Regions from separate parts of the Ovis aries genome. Here region 2 is linked to region 1. A link is a contact called in public Hi-C data. All regions are on one chromosome and are shown on one strand. The core of a region is the stretch at or near the end of the contact, and the rest is flanking DNA. Distances in the headings are between cores, read along the strand shown. Region 1 overlaps TMED10 (transmembrane p24 trafficking protein 10). Region 2 has its middle 28 kb from the start of FOS.

What was found. Hi-C and Micro-C count contacts between places; a contact is called where the count stands out from the background.
Region 2: a contact with region 1 is called in a Hi-C map of hypothalamus, with 4 times the contacts expected there. The contact joins two enhancer-like sites. A contact is called at or near these places in 16 of 16 Hi-C or Micro-C datasets (blood, hypothalamus, liver and 7 more).

What each region holds. Positions count from the first base shown.
Region 1 is chr7:84,463,581-84,470,349 of ARS-UI_Ramb_v3.0, forward strand. TMED10 (transmembrane p24 trafficking protein 10) reads right to left here. Exons shown (of 5, transcript XM_004010798.5): 3 at 2,401-2,474. Among named protein-coding and RNA genes, the nearest start is that of NEK9, 17 kb to the left of the region's middle. Within about 2 kb of position 2,356, at least 47 of the 54 cell types and tissues checked have an H3K27ac peak or open chromatin away from gene starts, as enhancers often do. A contact at or near this core is called in hypothalamus, liver and tail adipose tissue, where this site is marked.
Region 2 is chr7:84,595,758-84,602,526 of ARS-UI_Ramb_v3.0, forward strand. No RefSeq gene overlaps it. Among named protein-coding and RNA genes, the nearest start is that of FOS, 28 kb to the left of the region's middle. Within about 2 kb of position 4,089, at least 29 of the 54 cell types and tissues checked have an H3K27ac peak or open chromatin away from gene starts, as enhancers often do. A contact at or near this core is called in hypothalamus, liver and tail adipose tissue, where this site is marked.

The DNA.
Region 1 (6,769 bases), core at 1,106-3,605:
CTTTACAAAATGTCAACCACTCTGCCTTCAAATAATGTCACCTTACATTTGTCAAATGTAATTTGACAATGTAATTACAAATTACATTTGTTTACATAGCAATTCACACGCGTTAATTCACTAAACCTCCATAACAATTTGGCAGGTAGTGTGGTTCTCTGTCCAGGTGTTTAGACAATGATTACTACTTAATTGTACAGGACCATGTGGGATTTCAGAATTATGAAGTCCACAACTGTGAGGCAGAGTGATGTTCGATGTGAAAAAACATTAAAAGAAACATGCCACCTTCCTGAATTCAAACACTGATGCCAAAGGGCCCCACTCCTCTGGAGATAAAGCCTTGCCCTCGCCCCCAGGGCCTGAAGTTAAATGCCTCAAAACCTCTACATATGTCCAGTGCTCTCTGCTAATAAACTACACAGCAAGTGCTTCTATCATCCATGTTCCTGTCCCAGGCACTGGACGAGCGACAACTAAACAGCCATTTCTGAGCAAGGTTCAAGGGAGCCGGCCTAGCTCTGGCCTGAGAAATGGGCCGGTCTTTGGCCTGTGTCATAATCACATGTCATCCTCTGTCTCAGTTTGATCTGCTTTTTGATTGAGGGGTGGGGGAGTGGGGAGGTAGGTCACTGAAGAAAGTAGTGGGAGGAGTTTCTTGGTTAAGAAAGAGAATTTTGAGCTGTGTTGTAACCATGTGCGTAAAGAAGGGCTTAGGACGTGCTAGGCTGCTGAAGCAGGAAGCAGCAAAGGAAGCACCGTGGTTTCCTTTCTGCTAGGGATTCCCCTCTTGGGTTAAGTAAAAGGTCAGGAAAGATAAAGGCCCTTTCCTAGTGTCAACAAAGTCCAAGGATGATGGAAATTCCAGGTGTCGGGGTATGGGGGTTCTAAAATGCCATACGGTGGATGTACACATCACTGTACATGTAAACTCAGAATAACACTGTCTGCTTTAGAGAAGCAGCAGCTATATCTAGCATCTAATCTGAGGGTGAGAATATAACAGCAGTATTCAAAAACTGCAAATTCTTTTACCTATTCTTCAACATCATAATAATACAACATTTTTCTTAGTGTTTTATATCATACAACAGTGCTTTAACTTATTAAATACAATTAGGATTCCTCTGACTCATAAAAGTTTAAAAGGATTTTTCAATTTACTCTTGCCGTTCATTGAACAAAAAAGCTCTTGGCTTTATTTCTTTTAATTAAACTAGCCTGGAGACAGAAACAAGCCAACCAAAGTCTCTATCAGGAATTGCCTTCCATTCACAACTGCATCACTTGCTCCGATATACTGCCTACAAATAATTCAGTCCAGTTTTGTTCAACTGAACACATGAACTAAGAAAAAAGAGGAGAGACCTGGAGAGCCACAATTACTGTACTACTACTTCCTGTTGCAGAGCCAGCCACTGGCTTCCAATCCTCTTCCATTTTAGGATATTTCCCTTCCAAATTCTGACCAAAGATAGAATAACCTCTCCTGTTCCACCATTCCTAGAAAATTCTCTTAAATCACTTAAAGCAACTTTCCTTTGTTTATTCAGTTTACATTCTTCAAAATCCATTTATACTTCCTGTAGCCCATCTCTTCTATATGCCTTTAGGTACTTTCATAAAAAGACTGACCTCGGTAAAAACACTCTTATCTTTTCTGTAAAGATCAATCCTCCAGTCTTAAATAGGTCTTGTGGTTTTCACAGGTAGTCTTCATTTAAAGAAGCTGTGCTGCCCCCAGAGTCTCTCACAATAGCTTAAAAGAGCCCAGTCCCCCTCCCCTAATTCTAAGCACACTTCCAGCTCCCTACCACCCAAATAAACGCCTATTTTTACTACAATACATGCTGTCAGCAAAACTCCAAGTCTCTTGTAGTTTTCTTCTTCCATCTTGCTCTCTTTTTGAAAAATTTGAAATTATTTTAATTAAAAGCTACTTTTGATTATTGTGTTTTTTCAAAAACAACACAATTGTTCAAGTCTAAACAGCACTGAATCTAAATATACACATAGCTGTCAGTCTGGGAATAAAAACCATACGAATTTAAAAAAAATCACTTTTCTTAACCTTGAACATCAACATTAATGAATTCTAGCTTTTAGAAATTCTAAATATATATCTGGTTTCTGTCTCAAAAGCACTGCTGGCATGTGCTTGAGTGTTTTATCATACCAACACTTCTATGGGACGGTTGGTCCAGTCATTTGGCTGACAGCACAGCCAGAATTATTGTTCAAGGCTGTTAACACAACTTTTTTATATCAAGCTGGCTGTCACATGACTGCTGAGAAAACCACAGCCTTCTGGGCAAAGCACAGCCTGCTGGCCTGACTAGGTCACAGAAACCTCACGGAATGGCAAGCTACTGCCTCCACTGGCTGTTAAGCAGGACGTACCTCTTCGTAATTTTTCGCTTCCACTCCATGCTTCATGTCTAGGATCACGAGTTGGTCAGGTATCCGCCCTGTTCCTGAGAAAGAAATCAAAGGGTTCATTGTGAGGAATATTTAAAATTCCGGGAAATCACCCACCCGCCCTCCCTCTCCCTAACCCCTACCCTCTCAATAGAGGGAAACAGTCACAACTCCTCCCCCTACTCAGCTGCAGAAAATTCCTGGCTCTGGCTAAAAATCACAAGCATTCCAGACAAAGCCTCTATGTGTGGGGGGTGCCAGAAAGCGACAAGAACATGCTGCTGGCAAACATCTCTGAGGGAGCAGGACACACGATCCTGCAGCTGGCAGAACAGGAACAGAATGGGAGAGGAGAGCACACACAGGCTCACTGGTTAGGAAACCCACTGTGGGGCACAGACCGGCAGGCAGTGGGCACCCACGCAGGCTGCTCAGGCACAGTTCCACATCTGAAAAAAGACGACCTGCCAAATTCTGAGAGAAGGATTACTAGGTATATGCTGAGCTTGGATTACTTAACACAAATATGAGTACTGAAAAGTACACAGGATTTGTCTACTAGTCCACTTATTTCAAAGGTTTTGGTCAATGTAAGGCCATTTCAATAGGTAAATAAAATGGTACAGGACTATCCCCACAAAGCCCCTAGAGGAGCCCAAGAAGAAACTTAATAGTAAGAATACAATTCTCAGGAGTACTTCTTACAAACAGAAAAGTCCATTTGGGATATAGTAGGACCAACAGAGCAATGTTCCCATGAGAAATGGTAATCTGATCAAAAAGAATTCTACTCTTATCAAGTAGGAGAAAGGGAAAGATTACAAAGGGCCCCAGAAAACTGCTCAGTACTCATCCTGTAAAATTCACCTGATTACTTATAAAACTAACAACTACCTGCATGAAATCAGGAGTTCTGGGAAACAGTGCCACTTAACCATTGTGGTTTCTGAGACCATAAGCCATAGAGAACGGTACTGTACCCTGAGAAACACTGGAGGTTTTCTGAAACATCAATTCAAAAAACAACTCACTGAGAACTCCCAAGGTGCTAGGACTGTGGTGGTGACTGCAATCTGTGCCTTCAAATAATCTGATGGGCATCTAAGACACAAATATGCATAATAGCACAGTGAAATACAAAGGAGTCTAAAACTTTAAGGAGAAAACCAAACCAAAAATGGTTCAGATAATCCTGGCTATTGAGCAAAGGTTAGAAGAGGGAAGAGATTAGCTGTGGACAGACATCAACACCTGAATGCAGATAAAGAAAGTATCTAGGCAGAAGGGAACACATGGGCAAAGACTCAGCTATTGAAAGGAATGGAGGACTTCCCTGGTGGGTACAGTGGATAAGAAACCGCCCGCCACAACTAAAAAGTAGTCCCCACTTGCCTCAACTAGAGAAAGCCTGCGAGCAGCAACAAAGACTCAGCACAACCAAAAACAAATAACCAGGAAGGAAGAAAAGAGTGTAGCACGTTTAAAAAAGACAGTAGAGACGTTCTTTTGGATAAACTGGACATATCAAGTTGAAAGCAATAAAGTAAGACTGAATAGGTAGGATCAAGAAACTAAGCCCTGGTGGTCCAGAGGCTAAGGCTCTGCACTCCCAACAGGGGACCCTGGTTTAATCCCTGGTCAGGGAACTAGATCCCGCACGCCACCACTAAGAGTTCACATGCCACCACTAGAAAGTCTACATGCCGCAACAAACACTGAAGATTCCAAAACTAAGGCCTGGTCAAATCAATAAACAAATACTAGGGAGAAAAAAAAGAAACTAAGCCAAATCACAGAGCCCTTCTGAGCATTAAACCAATTAGGGTTCTAAGAACAAAAGAAAGCAAAACAAAAAAGGGACCCTCATAGAGGTCTCTTCTCCCAAATCCAAGTCTTTTGCTTCTTTTTCCTCATTTAAAAGTGAAATCCAAGCAGCTCATAGCTCCATCTGCTCCAAATGATCAAGATACTCTCCTAACAGACTTCTCCCACAATCTCTCTGTCACAGCACAGCTTTAGCATTATTCAAACACAAGAGAAACCACAAAACCACAGACCATCGGAGTCAGACCATGCAGTTTCTTGCACAGAATAGCCAGCCTATCCCCTTAGCTGACATCATGGCTCTAAAGGGTCTCCTTTGTAAAAAGACCTGTTAGTAATCTCTCTTTGTACTTGCCTGGCAAATGGACCATCTTTTAAAAGGTGCTCCAAAGACCACGGGTCTTCATATCAGAATAAACAAATGGATAAACACAAATAAAACTAGAAATTCAGTGTTGACTATGTGTGTGTATACACGTTTATGTACATATATATATGTATATATGTACACAGTTTAAAACTAGTTCCTAGGCATTTACATGCATGGCATCAGCATATAAGAAATTTAAAACAAAAGATCTTTGCTTTCAAAGAACTCAAAATTGGGAGTGTAAAATACACACATAAGACACTTAAACAACACAAGGTTGTGTGTGTGAGATACATGTATCTCCAGTAGTAAGTGATGCGCTATTCGGAAGAAGCCATAGTTACCCCCTTGCTATTTCTGAGACATGCTCAGCATCTCAAGGTGCTTGCTTTTTCCCCAAAGCCCTCATGACCATCTGACTTATATTTGCCTATTATCTACTTGCTCCAATGAAAATGTAAGCTCCATTGAGAGCAGAGACTTCTATTGTATTCATTGCTATCTCCCCAACACCTAGAACAGCAATGGATAAATCAGTTAATTGAGATATTAAGCAGACTAGAACAGCTGAGGGATGTATTAAAAATGATGTATTCTAAAGGTTCAGGTCAGTTCAGTTCAGTCGCTCAGTCATGTCCGACTCTTTGCGACCCCATGAATCACAACATGCCAGGCCTCCCTGTCCATCACCAACTCCCGGAGTTCACCCAAACTTATGTCTGTTGAGTCGGTGATGCCATCCAGCCATCTCATCTTCTGTCGTCCCCTTCTTCTCCTGCCCCCAATCACTCCCAGCATCAGGGTCTTTTCCAATGAGTCAACTCTTCACATGAGGTGGCCAAAGTACTGGAGTTTCAGCTTTAGCATCAGTCCTTCCAATGAACACCCAGGACTGATCTCCTTTAGGATGGACTGGTTGGATCTCCTTGCAGTCCAAGGGACTCTCAAGAGTCTTCTCCAACACCACAGTTCAAAAGCATCAATTCTTCAGTGCTCAGCTTTCTTCACAGTCCAACTCTCATATCCATACATGACCACTGGAAAAACCATAGCCTTGACTAGATGGATCTTTGTTGGCAAAGTAATGTCTCTGTTTTTCAATATGCTATCTAGGTTGGTCATAACTTTTCTTCCAAGGAGTAAGCGTCTTTTAATTTCATGGGTGCAATCACCATCCGCAGTGATTTTGGAGCCCCCCAAAATAAAGTCTGACACTGTTTCCACTGTTTCCCCATCTAAAGGTAAACATGTTAATATAGATGAGAGCATTCCAGCAAATTAATAAATGTGACAAGTTTAGAGGGAAAAATGAACCAGAGTGGCTGAAGCCTGATGGGCAGAGGGTGATAAGGCTGGATGGAACAAGAGTATCAAGGCTATTAAAAGCCATGGTGCCTAAAATCTCGTCTAGCTTGAAAATTTCATGATTATGGGGTTTATTCTACAGAACAGGAACATTATTGCCACCATAAAGCAGCAAAAGCTTTCAAAGAAGGACTGATATAATGAAAGTTTTAGGAGATAAATCTGGTGGCAGTATCTGGATATACGAAAAGCAGGGATACTAGTTATAAGGCTACTGACATAATCCACAATTTTATAGTCGAGAGTTCAGAGTTGTGTGGTGGCAGATATAGGAGGTATTTCAAGGAGATCCAACCAGTCCATTCTGAAGGAGATCAGCCCTGGGATTTCTTTGGAAGGAATGATGCTAAAGCTGAAGCTCCAGTACTTTGGCCACCTCATGCGAAGAGTTGACTCATTGGAAAAGACTCTGATGCTGGGAGGGATTGGGGGCAGGAGGAGAAGGGGACGACCGAGGATGAGATGGCTGGATGGCATCACGGACTCGATGGACGTGAGTCTGAGTGAACTCCGGGAGGTGGTGATGGACAGGGAGGCCTGGCGTGCTGCGATTCATGGGGTCGCAAAGAGCCGGACACGACTGAGCGACTGAACTGAATTGAACTGAACTGAACAGCATAACTTGATGACAGACCAGAAAAGACATAAGTATGTAATTTCAAAACTGTGAGCCCAGATAACTGGACGGACAGTGGTAATACTAATGAATAAAGGGAGCTAGTTTGAAAGAAGTGGTCATGAATACAGTCTCAGATGTCTGAGTTTTGAGGTAAGAACAGTACAGCCATCTAG
Region 2 (6,769 bases), core at 2,839-5,338, 130 kb after region 1:
TTTTCTGGCTTTCAGTTAGCTCAGCTTGGAGCCCCGGGTATGGGGGCAAAGTAGGAGGACAGGAGGGAGCTGAAGGTTTCACGCTCAAATCTATACCCTTAGGACATAAGTCTGGTATAATTCGCAGAGAGAAAAAGGGCAACACATATACTACTTCTACCCACTTCCCTTGTTCCTTACAGAACCGGTCTAATTGTAAAACAGTATTATACTTAAGAGACCCTCCAACTGGCCACCGTCCACCGTCCTCCAATGGATTCTGTGGCCATGCAGTATCACACAGGAAGACCACGTGTGTCTTCTTTAAGCCCTTGGGATCTATCCCAGTTTTTCAAGATACAGTTCAAAGGAGTGAGGCTGGAATTGTTAGCTCCCATCTTGTCCTGAAGGATCCCGGATGAGCCCCCAAGATGAAAGGTTGTTGTTGAATCACGATGCCGGGATTCTTGGCCCCCGGAGGAGAATTCAATCTGGGGCTAGGGACGAGGCTTGATCGCTCAGAGCTTTCGTGTAATAAAGTTTTATTACAGCATAAAGGAGATAGAGAAAGCTTCTGACATAGGCATCAGAAGGGGGTAGAAAGAGTACCCCCAAAATTTATTTTTATGACTACATGGTTATAATGATTAATAGTCTGAGGAAGTTTGAATAAATTGTCCTTTTGGGAAAGAAAAGTTAATTTTTTTCTTCTGATTTTCAAACGAAATTAAAGCATCTTTGTGGGTTCCTAAAAAATATCATGGGCCCCAGCGCCATCCTCTTGTGTCAGCCCTGTTCTCCACGAGGTGGCAGACAGCATATTCTTAGTGCTGTTCGAATCTGCATACCCACCTGCTTTTAGTGGAAGATCTTGCTCCCTGAGAATTTTGAGTTTTAAAATTCTTGTATGTTGTCTCTCTCTGTATGCCCAAGAGTGTACTAGGTGCCTTGAGGGTCATTGTGCTGCGGCAGCAGGTGACCAGACTGAACATGTTAAAGGACTTAGACATATACTGTGCCTGGAGTGTTCACTACGTGCTGAGTGCCTTAAACATATCACCTAAGTTTCAGAGCAGCTAATATCCATGCTGTACCCTGGAGAACACCATTGCTGAGGAGGCGACCTCATTTTCTCACCTCCCAGGAGAGGAATTAGCAGATCTGGGATCTGAACCCCAGGCCTGTCTGATCCTCTCCATGGGCAGGGACAGGATATACAATGAGGTCCCTGCCTAGATATCTATTTCCAAATATATGTTACACTACCAGAGCCACCAGGGGCAAGACGTCAGGGAGAGTGGGAGGGTCTTAGCGGGGAGAAAGACTGAAGGCTGGCTTTGGAGCAACAGTCACTGCAGAGAGATGAAATGGCAGGGAAATGCCCTTAAGGCCCCAGAGATGTGGAGGGGGTGGTAGGGTGCGCTGGTTCAGGGGACCATGAGGAGACGTCCCAAATGGGGAGGAACTCAAGGTTCGGAAGCAGAGGGTGATGAGGCAGAGTATGGCTATAGGGAGTGAGGGACTTGGGCCCAGTCTGATGTTCAGTGAGAGCTTCTTTGTTTCCTTCCTGAAATAGTCCTGAATCATTAATAACTTAGTCAAGTTTTCTCCATCCTCCTGCCTCAGTTCCTCATCTATCAAGTGGGAGTGATGAAGCTTGCCCTGCCTTCTCAGAGAGGTCAGGAAGCTCATATGACTGTCAGTTTCACAGGGATGGGGAGCCTGTGCCTGATTCAGGCTGTAACCCGGGGGCCTGGGTGCTCAGCACACATTTGGTGAAGACATGGGCGGCACACGCACAAATTCCTTGAAAAGTCACGTCAGAAGACAGCATGGCTGGAGAAAGAGCCCTGAGCCAGAAGAGGGCGCTCTTCAGTGAAACAAAGCTTGATGTAAGAAACCCCCAGGATTTTCTGCAGGATTGGGGATTGAGAATCTGCATCCCTAGGCTTTGCATTTGGCTTTAGGATTTAGGAGGTCAAGTCATTCTATTCTAAATTCTTATATCTAAACCTACCTTCACTCTAGTATCCTAACTAGGAAAAGAAGCTAAAATGTAGTTTCTCTAGTTCACGTTCTCTTAATGCTTTAGGCACTTAGTAGAGATGTCATTATTTTTATTTGGGAAGGCAGAGCTTAAAAGAGCAACCACCTATCAGATCTCATGATTTTGTGCGTCAGGAATTAAGACAGGAATTGGCTGGGAAATTCTTCTGCTCAGTATGGCAAAGATGGATGTCCTTGGTGGTATTCAGCTGGGGGATGGGCTGGCCTGCAGGGTCTGAGATGGCTTTACTCATATGACACCTAAGTTATTTAACATTTTATGTGGTTAATGTCTGTCTCCTTTACTAGTCCAGAAGCTACCAATGGATGGGAACTGTGTTTATTTTTTGTCTATCATTTTATCCTTAGTGGCTGGCGCAGTGCCTGGCCAGCTTAGACTTAGTAGATAGCATTTGTTAAATGAATCAATGATGTAATTCTTTTATAAAAAATTAATTTGGGGTTGTACTGGGTCTTTGTTGCTGTACATGGACTTTCTGTAGTTGCAGCAAGCGGGAGCTACTCTGTCGAGGTGCTAGGGCTTCTCATTGTGGTGGCTTCTCTTGTTGTGGAGCGCAAGCTAGGCTCTGGGTGCCTTGGGCTCAGTAGTTGTGGCAAACCAGCTCAGTTGCTCCAAGGTATGTGTCATCTTCCCAGATCAGGTATCAAACCAGTGTCCCTGGCATTGACAAGCAGATTTTATCCACTGTACCACCAAGAAAGTCCAAGTAATTCTTTTTTTTTTTTTTGCCACAGGCTTGTGGGATCTTTGTTCTCTGGCCAGGGATCGAATCCAGGGCCCTGGCAGTGAAATTGATGAATAGCAGTGAAATCCCAACTACTGGGACTGTCAGGAAATTCCCAGTGATGTTATGCCTATAAAAAGTGTCAGGATCCTTGAGAAAAAGGTACAGGTAGGAGTTACTGATAATGATGATGATAGTAGCTCAGTAAGTGCCAGGACTGAGCTAAATACTGTCCAACCTGCCTGGTTGGCATTGTTTACCCCCGTTTCACAGATGAGGAGCTGACATGCCTTCAAAGGCTGAAACGAGAGATATGTTTTATGTCACAAATGAGAGGATGCAGGGTAAACTCAGGTGCCCTGGAGGTCAAGCAAGTTATTAAAAGGAGTCATTTGAGAGATAAAGACCGGGGGATGAAACAACCAAAGGCTATCAGGTATGTTTTCAAATTAGTTCAAACAATGTTCCAGATCCCTGCTTCTGCATTATCCAAATAATAGAGGCAAAACCTTCTCCCGTGATGAGGCAAAGATTCACCTGGGTGTCTATCATCACATTCACTTAAACTCTTCCTCAAAATCCACATGATTGTTTCTTCTTCATCCTGGATTTATTCATTTTTGTTGTTTCTGCACAGCTAGAATGTTCTGCCAGCATGTTGTAACACTTCCTTCATTTGATCAAAGAACAGGTTGGCCTGTTATCATGAGCAGAGCGTCACAAAGCAACATGGGTTAGTAACAGTGCCCTTGATTGAAATTGCCTGCGGGGTCAGAGTATTAGTGGATTATCTGAGGCCCAGGCTTCTTGTGGGCTCTGTCTTGTAGATCTTGTTACTATGACGGGGGAATACCCCAGGTTGCCAGGAAATTCCTGTCAGGGCAGGCTACTGACTTCCCTGCACCCCAGGGATTCTAAGCCCAGCCCCCTGAATCCAATCAGCAAAAGAGCTGCCTCAAACTGACAAGCAAAACGAAGCCCAACAAAAGCAGCTGGAGCTCAGACAGACTTGGGTGAGGCTGGGAGGGGAGTCAGGTCTGGCGTCATCCAGGCTCTGGGCCAGGCTGTCGTCATGGTGACGGCCAGCTGGTTTACTAGCGGGCAGCAGAGCCAGCTCTCTGCAGGGGGGAAGCCTGAGTAGGGGGCTCCCCCTGGGGGTGCTGTGCTTCTCCAAGTAATAGGAACCTGTGGAAAAGGCATGATCCCTTCCAGAGAGAGGCGTCTTCTCACAGCAGCCAGGCAGGCTGCCTGGGGTTGTGGGACGGCGGTGGTGGCAGTGGGCTTAGGGAGGCTGGCCAGCCTCAAAGGGAGGGAGGCGGCCACTGAATCAGCAAAGAGGCCTCTGGAAAGGCTGGAAGGCTTTCCGGGCAGAAAGGATTTACAGCTGTGTTAGCTTTCTGGGCAAAACATGAATTGAAGTAGATCACAGAGTTCTTTACAACAACAACAACAAAAAAACACAAAGAAACGATACATACACAAGAGCAGCCAGTGGAGAAGAGAAAGGCTTTTGGGAGGCTCAGAGGTGGCACATGAAAACGTTTTATGTCCTTCTCTGGGAGCTTTTTATCATTTTCTTCTTCTTCAGTTCTGATGATCACAATTTAAGTCATTATCTGGAGGAATGAACAGCTTTCAGTGAAAACAAAACATAAGAAAACCTCTGTTGTGTCAGGCAGGGCTAAAAAGATGTTCACGTCCATGAGAGTGAATTACTTCAGGGTACAGAAGAGACTCCCTTTCTGGCTAAAGTGTGACATCAGCTAAAATCAATGCGATGGAGGAAAGAATCTTGGTACCTTCCTCCAGACATCTTGCTGCAAAAGTGTCTGTCATACGAAATACTGTATGGTTCCTCTCACGTGATGTGTTCAGAGCAGTCACTTCACAGAGACAGAGTAGAAGGGTGGTCGTCAGGGGCTAGGGGCGGGGAGATTGGGAGTTAACGGTTTCATGAGGATGGAGCTGCAGTTTGCGAAGATGAAATGAGCTCCGGAGGTGGTGATGGCATTTGGCCAAGGAGGTACTGAAGGCCATTGAATTGTACACTTTAAAATGGTCAAACTGGTAAGTTCTATGTTATGCATGTGTGTGTGTCAGTCACTTAGTCATGTCCAACTCTTTGTGACCCCAGCCCACCAGGATCCTCTGTCCATGGGGATTCTCCAGGTAAGAATACTGGAGTGGGTTGCCATTTCCTTCTCCAATGTTATGCATATTTGACCATATACATATATATACATTTTAAACTGTCTGTCAAAGACTGTCTCCTTGTTGTACCCGGTAGTGTCATTCGCTTGGAGGCTGACCCCCAGGGCTTGTTGGCTCAGCTCTCTGAGCCTTTGCTGTGTCATCCATTAAGGAGACATAGCCATCTTCAGCCAAAAGGGAAGAATGGACATGAAGGCATTTAGCAAACAGAAATCCACCACAAGGACGTGAAATGTGATTAAGATATTATTTCAAAATTCATTTTTGATGTATCCAAATGCCAAGGGGCAAGTTGAAAGGAGAAAGGGGGAGCCTTGAGGAAACTAAGGACAGAATTATATTTGGCAGTTAGAGGAACTGGAAAAAAGCCCAAATATTTTAGGAGAGGAGAAGAGAATTTTGGGCTCATTCTCAGAGGCCAGAAGGTATGACCAATTTGGACGGTCACAGCAATTTAAAATACTTCTCCCTTTTGCTCTGCTTAAATTGAGAAACCAGTTAAGCCCACCCATCAGGAGGAAATGAAATGAAACAATGTCAAAACATCACCTCTCAAATTTCACGAAGGGAAATGGTGCAGTTACAACACAATGCTGGGTGGGAGTTTGTGGGATCTCGAACCGAAACACGTGGTGGAACTCAAGTCACAGAGAGTCCCAGTAACTGTCAACAACTAACTCAAAGCAACTTTTTTCTTCCATTTAAAGAAATACACTTTTCACCACCATTACCACTTACCCAATATATGTCCTATTAGCATAAATTAGCATATGCCAGGCACTAATGTAAACTCGGTACATACGTTCTCTTTTCATTTGTTGTAAGAACCTGGCAAAGCAAATCTTTTTTTATAGATAACAACTTGAAGCGTATGTCCGGAATCTGTTCTTTCTGGTTCTTTATTTCCTCATCTATAAAGTGAGAATAAAGTTATAGCTAGAGAAGAGTAGAGGCTTGCTTCAAACCACACAGCTGGGAGGTGGTGATGTCAGGATTTGAGCTCCCACTCATTTGACCCCAAAGCTCTGCACTAGAATACACTGAAAAGTCGTGATTACTGAGCAGCTTATGAAACAAAACTGGTAATGAATATTTTGCTCTGAGAGCAACTAGAACAAGGAATGGGTAAATTGCTTTTTTGTGACATTGTGTGATATCACTTCAACACAGGAGGAAGAGCCATGAGCATTGTGGGTCATCAGGGATGTGGCTTTAATGGTGGATGAAACCACCGAGCACAGAATATGAAACAATGCTTGGCTGTGTTATGTATGTGCGTGTCATGTGTCCTGCATGTTTCGTTTCATCTATATTGTATGGTGCACGGGTTACGGATTGTGCCTTCAGTCATTTGTGTTGTCTGTGTGTGTATGTGATGAGTGTATTATGTGTAAGTGAGGGAGACGCGCATGATAACCAGTTTCTTTAACACTGTAGACAAGACATTCCAACAGCCAGCACGAACTTGGTGCTCATTCTGAGCTAGGCGCTCTTCTTATTGCTGTGCGTATAATAACTTGTTCATCCTCACAACAGTCCTTTGCAGTAGCTGGTAACATATCCTCATGTTATGCAGGAGGATCGGAGGCATAGAAAGATCAATTAAGTTGCTCCAGACCCCCTGGAGAGTAAGAAGTGGAGCTGGGATTTGAACTCAGGGAGACTGGCTTCAAATTCTGTGGTTTTTAAATTCTTTCCTTAATCGGTGCCCCTAGATCACCACATGAGAATGGATAGATTCTCTGGATGGAGAGCCTGTGGACAACGTGAACACACGTGGCCAAGAT